Regions from separate parts of the Mus musculus genome. Here region 1 is linked to region 2. The links are chromatin contacts, called in public Hi-C maps. All regions are on one chromosome and are shown on one strand. The core of a region is the stretch at or near the end of the contact, and the rest is flanking DNA. Distances in the headings are between cores, read along the strand shown.

What was found. A called contact is a pair of places that touch in the nucleus more often than the background predicts.
Region 1: a contact with region 2 is called in a Hi-C map of adipose-derived mesenchymal stem cells, with 2.5 times the contacts expected there. The contact joins the enhancer-like site here to the promoter of Lncbate6 in region 2. A contact is called at or near these places in 1 of 15 datasets of contacts at CTCF or cohesin (stem cell-derived epiblast-like cells), 9 of 484 Hi-C or Micro-C datasets (the 63-12 cell line, adipose-derived mesenchymal stem cells, bone marrow-derived macrophages and 6 more) and 2 of 115 datasets of contacts at active chromatin or transcription factors (large pre-B cells and regulatory T cells).

Annotation. Positions count from the first base shown.
Region 1 is chr13:37,925,328-37,928,692 of GRCm38.p6, forward strand. It overlaps Rreb1 (ras responsive element binding protein 1), which reads left to right. Exons shown (of 12, transcript NM_001177869.1): 8 at 2,796-2,985. Among named protein-coding and RNA genes, the nearest start is that of Rreb1, 38 kb to the left of the region's middle. Within about 2 kb of position 1,779, at least 9 of the 459 cell types and tissues checked have an H3K27ac peak or open chromatin away from gene starts, as enhancers often do. A contact at or near this core is called in adipose-derived mesenchymal stem cells, where this site is marked.
Region 2 is chr13:37,538,815-37,542,566 of GRCm38.p6, forward strand. It overlaps Lncbate6 (a long non-coding RNA gene), which reads left to right and starts at 1,322. Exons shown (of 3, transcript XR_382205.2): 1 at 1,322-2,594.

The DNA.
Region 1 (3,365 bases), core at 529-3,028, 390 kb after region 2:
GGTTTGTTTGTTTGTTTGTTTTTTAATCTGCCATGTCAAGCTACTTGCTAGCTATGCTAAACCAGTGATTCTCAGCCTTCCTAATGCTGCGACCCTTTAATGCAGTTCCTCATGCTGTGGTGACTTCCAACCATACAATTATCTTGTTGTAACTTGGGAATTGTAATGTAAATATCTGATTTGCAGGATAGCTGATATTTGATTCCCAAAGGGGTCCTCAGGTCCCTCAGGTTGAGAACTGCTGCTCTAAACATTTTCAGACGGTGCCTGTTGTCTCAGCAACTTGGTGTCTCAGGGATCCTTTTAAAACAAACAGCCAGGTGTGGTGGCACATGCCTTTAATCCCAGCACTCAGGAAGCAGAAGCAGGCGGATTTCTGAGTTCCAGGACAGCCAGAGCTATACAGAGAAACCCTGTCTCGAAAAACCAAAAACAAACAAACAAATCCAGTACTTAGAAGACAGAGGAAGTGGATCCCTGCAAGTTTGAGAGCAGAATGATCTACAGAGAGACTTCTAAGCCACCCAAGATGACATACTTGGGACTCTTAAGAAAGAGAAAGATCTGTAAAATGAAAGAGTGGTGTTAGTGACAGGCAAGTGGCAGTGCCTACAGGAGACACCAGCGAGAGGTCTCCTGCTACCTGCCATTGATCTTACCTTTCAGGAAAGGTCTTCTTCGTCCCTTAACTTAGCTCTGGTTTCTAGAGACAGCAGCCGTGGGACAGTCTGAGCCCTGGGTTTAATACTTCCCTCCATTCCCAAACCCTCCCCACCCTTCCAGAAGTTCTCATCGTCTCATACGTGTGCAGGCAGAAAAAAACATGAAAGGGAGCCCCTTCTTATTACATGTCCCAAACCCAAAGAGGTTAGCTTCTGTCAGCTGAGACCCCACTGCACACTCAACGGTGGCTGGAGACCTTCATTGTTGAAACTTGAAGTGATAAAATATCACCTCGGTAGTTGAGGTAAAGGACATTTCACCCATTCTTATACATGTGTTAAGGAACATTTAGCATATGCAGAAAACTTAACATCAATTTCTTAATATCTAGTCAGAGGTCAGTTTATGTAATTCTGATATTTCTCATCTTTTTAAACCAGAATATTGTAAGGAGGTGGGCTGGTAACCATGTTCTATTAACTTGAACGTAGAAAGTCTAAAAGCAAGAGTCCTGTCTCCAGACAGAGGCCTGATCTCCTCAGCCTCAGAGGTCAGCATCACGAGTGTGCTCTCAGACCTCAAACCTGTTCCAGCCAAAAATAGACCCTGGCCGAAAGTGCCAGCATCTGTGCCACTGTCCCATTTAACCTGTGCCTCAGCCTTCTTTGTATTCTGACAAGGGAGGGATCCTGTAGTATAAAGTCTCCCCAAGGATATGCCCCACTCACAAGGTGGGAGCTACACCAGGAGAAGGTTGTCTGAGCCCAACTTCTGTAAGAACTGTTGGAAGCTCAGTAGACTCCCCTCAAAAAAGAGCCTCGTGTCTCCAGTGGCCAATGGGAACCTGGTCGTCTAAATCTTGTTTAGGGGATGTTTCCAGATTAACAGAGGAGAGGCAGGAGGGCATTGTGCCTCTGCTGCTAGGGAGTGATGACCAAGGCTGCACAGGCCGCTTCAGCCCCAGCTCAGTTGCAACATGAGTGATTTTCATTGTCATTCTTTCCAGAAAAGAACGAGCAACAAAGTTTCTATTAGTGAGTATGTAGTGTAAAGGGGAGCAAGTTGCTTTGCTCTGTAGAAACAGTGGCAACACGCCCCTCCTCTTGAGGGTTCATCCCAGTGAGATGTAGTAACACAAGTAAATGGAACTCTGTCATCATCTAAGTATGCACACCCGCCCTGCCTCACACCAGTGAGATCTGTGAATGAGGGATTGTGAGGAGGAGCCCCAGTGACTGTAGTGAGTTCGGCCTGGGGGATGCTTCCAATACCATTGCCGCAGCATTGACTTCACTCTCAGTGAAGACCATGGTGCCCACCACCTGTTGGCCTTCATCCACTTCCCACGAGGGGCTTTGCATTTGTGTGAGCTCAGTGTGTGCTTATTTTTCAGGTAATAGTGGTAGTGAAACAAGAATTTAACATAGTTTCTACCAATAAACTATAATCAGTTTATCTCTGTTAAATACCAGGAGTGCTGTGTGGTTTGACTACTGCCATCTAGGCATGTGGTGTTTGTTTCTGAAACGGGGTTTTGCCTTTGTATCTCTCAAGTGCCATGTGCCACTGTGCCCAGCAACATGGGCATCTTGTGTCTTGTTGCATTTCTTTCCTTGGTGGTGGTGGTGGTGGTGAAGGTGGAGGAGGAGGAGGAGGAGGATGAGGAGGAGGAGGAGGAGGAGGAGGAGAAACTTGGAGACAGGCTCCTGCTATGGCAACTTCCAGGATCCCAGCTGCTTTCTCTTTGTGCACAAACTTTAGATGATGGTATCATGCATACATCTGTACCACCTGCAAAGATTCGGTATCCAGAATTATTAGAATTTATCCTAAAAAAAAAAAAATCAAAAGGGACCCAGGCATGGTGCTGCCCGCCTTTAGTCCCAGCACCGGGGAGGCAGGGTTAGGGGAATCAGAGTTCAGAGCCAGCCTGGTCAGTACATTCAAGAACAGCCAGGGCTGTTACACAGAGAAGTCTTGTTTTTAAAAACCAAGCGGAGAGTGGAGCACACTGGTAACGTGACTTCTTTATGCCTTATTTTTATTTTATTCAGCTAAAATGAAGCAATAAAGCTAACAGACCATTGGAGACGCTGAGCCGTCTCCTCATGGTTGTTACTCTCTTCTCCTAGATGTGACATTTGCTGCGTCACCTTCCGCACACATCGAGGACTGCTGCGCCACAATGCACTTGTCCACAAGCAGCTTCCCAGAGATGCCATGGGAAGACCTTTTATCCAGAACAACCCTTCGATTCCTGCTGGCTTCCATGATTTAGGGTTTACTGACTTCTCCTGTAGGAAGTTTCCTCGAATCTCTCAGGTATGGTGCTAGACCTAGTCAGCCAGGATGGGAGTTGGGGTGTTGTTTTTGTATAATACCATTTCACTAAAATTCAGCCTGGCTCTTGGGTTTCTTGGGCTAAGGAGTTGATGGTCTTTTATTTTAGTTGAGTTTTCATGTGAATCTACCTCATCAGGACCTTTTGCCCATACTTCACGCTTTGAGATTGAAAGTTGAGTACTTACTACTCCTGTCACTACTACCCTGTTATAATATTTAGTACATAGATCACAACTAGGTATTTGTAGCAGTTTCTGTTAAAATGGTTTGGATTTTTTTCAAATCCAAGTGTGTGTGTGGGGGGGGGGGGGGGGATGGATGATTGTGAAGGCCAGAAAAGGGCATTGGATCCCTAGAGC
Region 2 (3,752 bases), core at 72-2,571:
GATTTATAATTTGGAAGCATGGCTTGGAGATGCTACAAAAAGTAAGAGGCTGCTACCAGCCGGAGTATTAGGTCGCCGTGGGTGACTCTGTGGTGTTGTATCTTGACCTGGTCCTTCCTGTACCCATCTCTCAGCTTCTGCCATGAAGAAGCTTTTTCATCCCGCCCTCCCACCTTCACGATGCTCTGTCAAGAGAATGGAGCCAAGCAGCCACAGACTGACGCCTCCGAAGCTGTGAGCATCAGCAAATCTTCCCTCAAGTTCTTTACATGGGGCACTTTGTCACCACCATAAGACTAGCCAATCTACAGGCCAGATGCCAGCTCCTCCGGAATAGTTTCCCATAAGCCCTTTCAGCCCGCGTTAACTGACTGACAGGTGTCCCCATCACCCTCTTTCTCTGGCAGGCCTATTTTACACTATAATATTGTTCTGTTAGCATTGCAGGTTCCTCATTAGGCAGAAATAATATCATAATCCTATGTTCCTTGCACATGATCCAGATGAATTCTCCCTCTATTCCTGCTTCTCACACGAGCTGGTGCACACACACACACACACACACATACACATACACACACACACACACACACACACACACACAAGCACACGCACACGCACACACACACACCACTGCTACTACACCAGTAGAGACTCTTTGCCCCCCTTCCCAATAAAGGATATGCACTTTCCAGGGGGGCTCAAAGGGTCTAATTCTGAAACATAAATAGTGTGTATATGCTGGATCAGTTCAGAATCTATTATATCCAAAGGAAAAATTGTGGATCTATTTCTAAAAGTTTCCTAGTCACTTCTGAAGATAAATTTTGCATTTAAGAAAAAACTCAGAGTAGAGAGCTAGAAAGATGGCTCAGCAGTTAGTTGTGCTTACTGTTCTTGCAGAGGACCTGGGTTCAAGTCCTAGCACCCACATGGCTACTCACAACCATCTGTAACTCCAGTTCCAGGGGATCTGACGCCCTCTTCTGACTTCCACAGGTACCACGTATGCCCATGATACACATGCATACATGCTGGCAAACCATTTTTTGTGCATAAACAAACAAAGCCAAATAAAGTAAATAAAATTAAAAAAGAAAAAACAAGTAGGAATAGGAGATGTAGCCCAGGAAAGTACATGCCTACCACCTTCGGGACCCTAGGCTGAACCCTTAACACTGTAAAAATAATAATAATAATAATAAATTTTAAATATTAAAATGAATCAGAAGCCAGGCATGGTGGTACATGCCTTTAAACTTAGCACTTGGGAGGCAGAGACGGTAAATCTCTCTGAGTTTGAGGCCAGCCTGGTTTACATAGTGAGCTCTAGGCTCCTCAAGGCTACAGAGCAAGATCACATCTCAAAAGACACAAAAAATAAACCACAGTAATCCTTTGCGTTTGCTGTCTTGCTTTATAACTGCATTGTCTGATATGAGCGTATTTGTAACTGCAGGTAACAGAACACTGAAAATTAGAGTCCTTGGAGAAATAGCAGCCACCTAACTCAGTTAGCCAATGAGAGCATGTAACAAGGGTACCAAGTCAACTGGGGCAGGACTGGCCTTCACCTTCAACACCACTCAGTGTTCGTATCTCTCACTGCGCAACGAGTTTTGTTTGGTTTTTCATTTAAGAAAAGCAGACTTGAGGGACCTGGGGAAACAGCTCAGTATGTAAAGTGCTTGCACGATCCCCTGCACCCCCATAAGAGCTAAGTGCAGTGCTGCGCCTGTGATCCCAGGACTGGGGATGAAGAGGCAGCGGGATCATTGGGGCTTGTTCCCAAGGTCTGTCAAAAATGGAGCTCCAGATTCACTGAGAGGCCCTCTCTCTAAAAAGTAAGGAGGATGGAGCTGAAGGTTTTGAGCATCAGCTGCTCATCCAGAGGACCTGGGTCCAAGTCCCAGCATCCAACATGGATGCTCACAACCATCTGTAATTCTAGTTCTTGGAGATCCAATGTCCTCTCCTGGCCTTCAGGGTCATCAGGAATGTATGTGATGCAAAGACACTCGAGCATGCAAAACACCCATATATATAACAATAAGTGTGTGTGTGTGTATGTGTGTGTGTGTGTGTGTGTGTGTGTTTTAATGAGGAAAGTAGTTGAAGAAGATGCTCAGTGTCACTCTCAGCTCCCCAGGCACTAACACATATGCAGAGGGACACACACCTGTGCTTGCACACAGAGAAGTAGATCTGAATATATGAGTGCCCACCGGTGGCCAGCCAGGGATGCTCTCTGCAGCCACACCTCAGTACAATGATCACAGCATGGGACATGGATGCCACTGGGGTCCATTCTGAAGGACAGCTCTGTTTCCTGCCTCTGGCCAGCATCTGTGGTCAGGCAAAGCTACGAGGAAATACAATGAAGGTCAGTTTAACAAAGACCCCAGTGTGGGTGAAATTTAACACCACAGGAGACAGACTGTGGGAGGAGGAAGAGGAGCCCAGAGCCCCAGGCTCTGTGGAAGAAATGGGGAAGGGTCAGAGAGGGAACTGGAAAGAAGCCTGATCCCACTGCAACCTCTACAGCCAGACTGCTGGAGACTTCCGAAAATGAGGCACACCAGGCACAGACAGTGGTAAGTGCTTGCCATTCTAGCTCCTTGGTATCCCGAGACTAGAAGAGGAGGAGGAGGAGGAGGAGGAGGAGGAGGAGGAGGAGGAGGAGGAGGAGGAGGAGGTGTCCAGCGTTCAGAGTTTAGGACCAGCCTACTTTTTTTACACAGTAAAAAAGTCTCTCTAAAAATATGTGTGAACATACACCACACACACACATGAGAGAGAGAGAGAGAGAGAGAGAGAGAGAGAGAGAGAGAGAGAGAAATACAGATACACAGAGACAGACAGACAGACAGAAAGCCAGAGAGAAAGAGAATGACACCCACTGCCCCGGGGGGAGGGACATCTGGCCACAGTAGGTCCTTTTCCAATGAGTGACATTTCCTTGACGTGTCTGAGCTGACAAATGCTCTGCCACAGAACCTGACAATGGAGCAGACTCCTCCTCCGAGGAGCGGATGCCCTCCCTGGCAACTGGTGGTTTTGGCTCTCACAGGTCTGGGGGAAACCACAAGGCTAGTTTCTGTTTAGTTCAGGCTACCGCTAGGTGGAGAGGGTGGCTCTCTTCCTGGCTTTTTCAGCCCCTGGTACATGCTGTCACAGGAGAAGCTTAGAGCCAGGATAGGGGCTATCTATCCCTTGGTCACGAATGTCTTGAAGACTGGAAAGGTTTTAATTTATATTTCCTCTACCCTTACTCCCCCTCCCCGCCCCCCAAGAAGCTTTTCTGGAGCAAATAAGGCCACATCGCATCAGTGTCCTGAGGAAGAGTCATGCAGATTGGGTGTACTCAGACCATAGACCCTCCAGGCATGTGGGAGTCGGGGGTGGGCAGAAGATGGGCAAGCCAGGAGTGTTTGCAGGCTGGGTGGGAGGGCATGTTAAGGGTGATCGGAGCATGAGGTCAGCTGCAGCTGATAGAGGCTGCTGGCAAGAATTGCTCTCCCACTCACCCTCATCGGTTGCCCATGGAGGCTGGGTGGTTTTGATGCACCCAATCAGCTGGTGGATCCATGTTATGGCCCCCTTCTTCTGGCATCACACTCATCTCTCTTTCATACTTCCTTGTACCCTGGCTTCCTCTTATCCCTCCCATACCTATGTGCACCCCCTCCTCCAATCTCCTTCCTTAGCCCCCGTGTCCTTGCGAAATAGGAACACACTGATGGTTGAGTGCA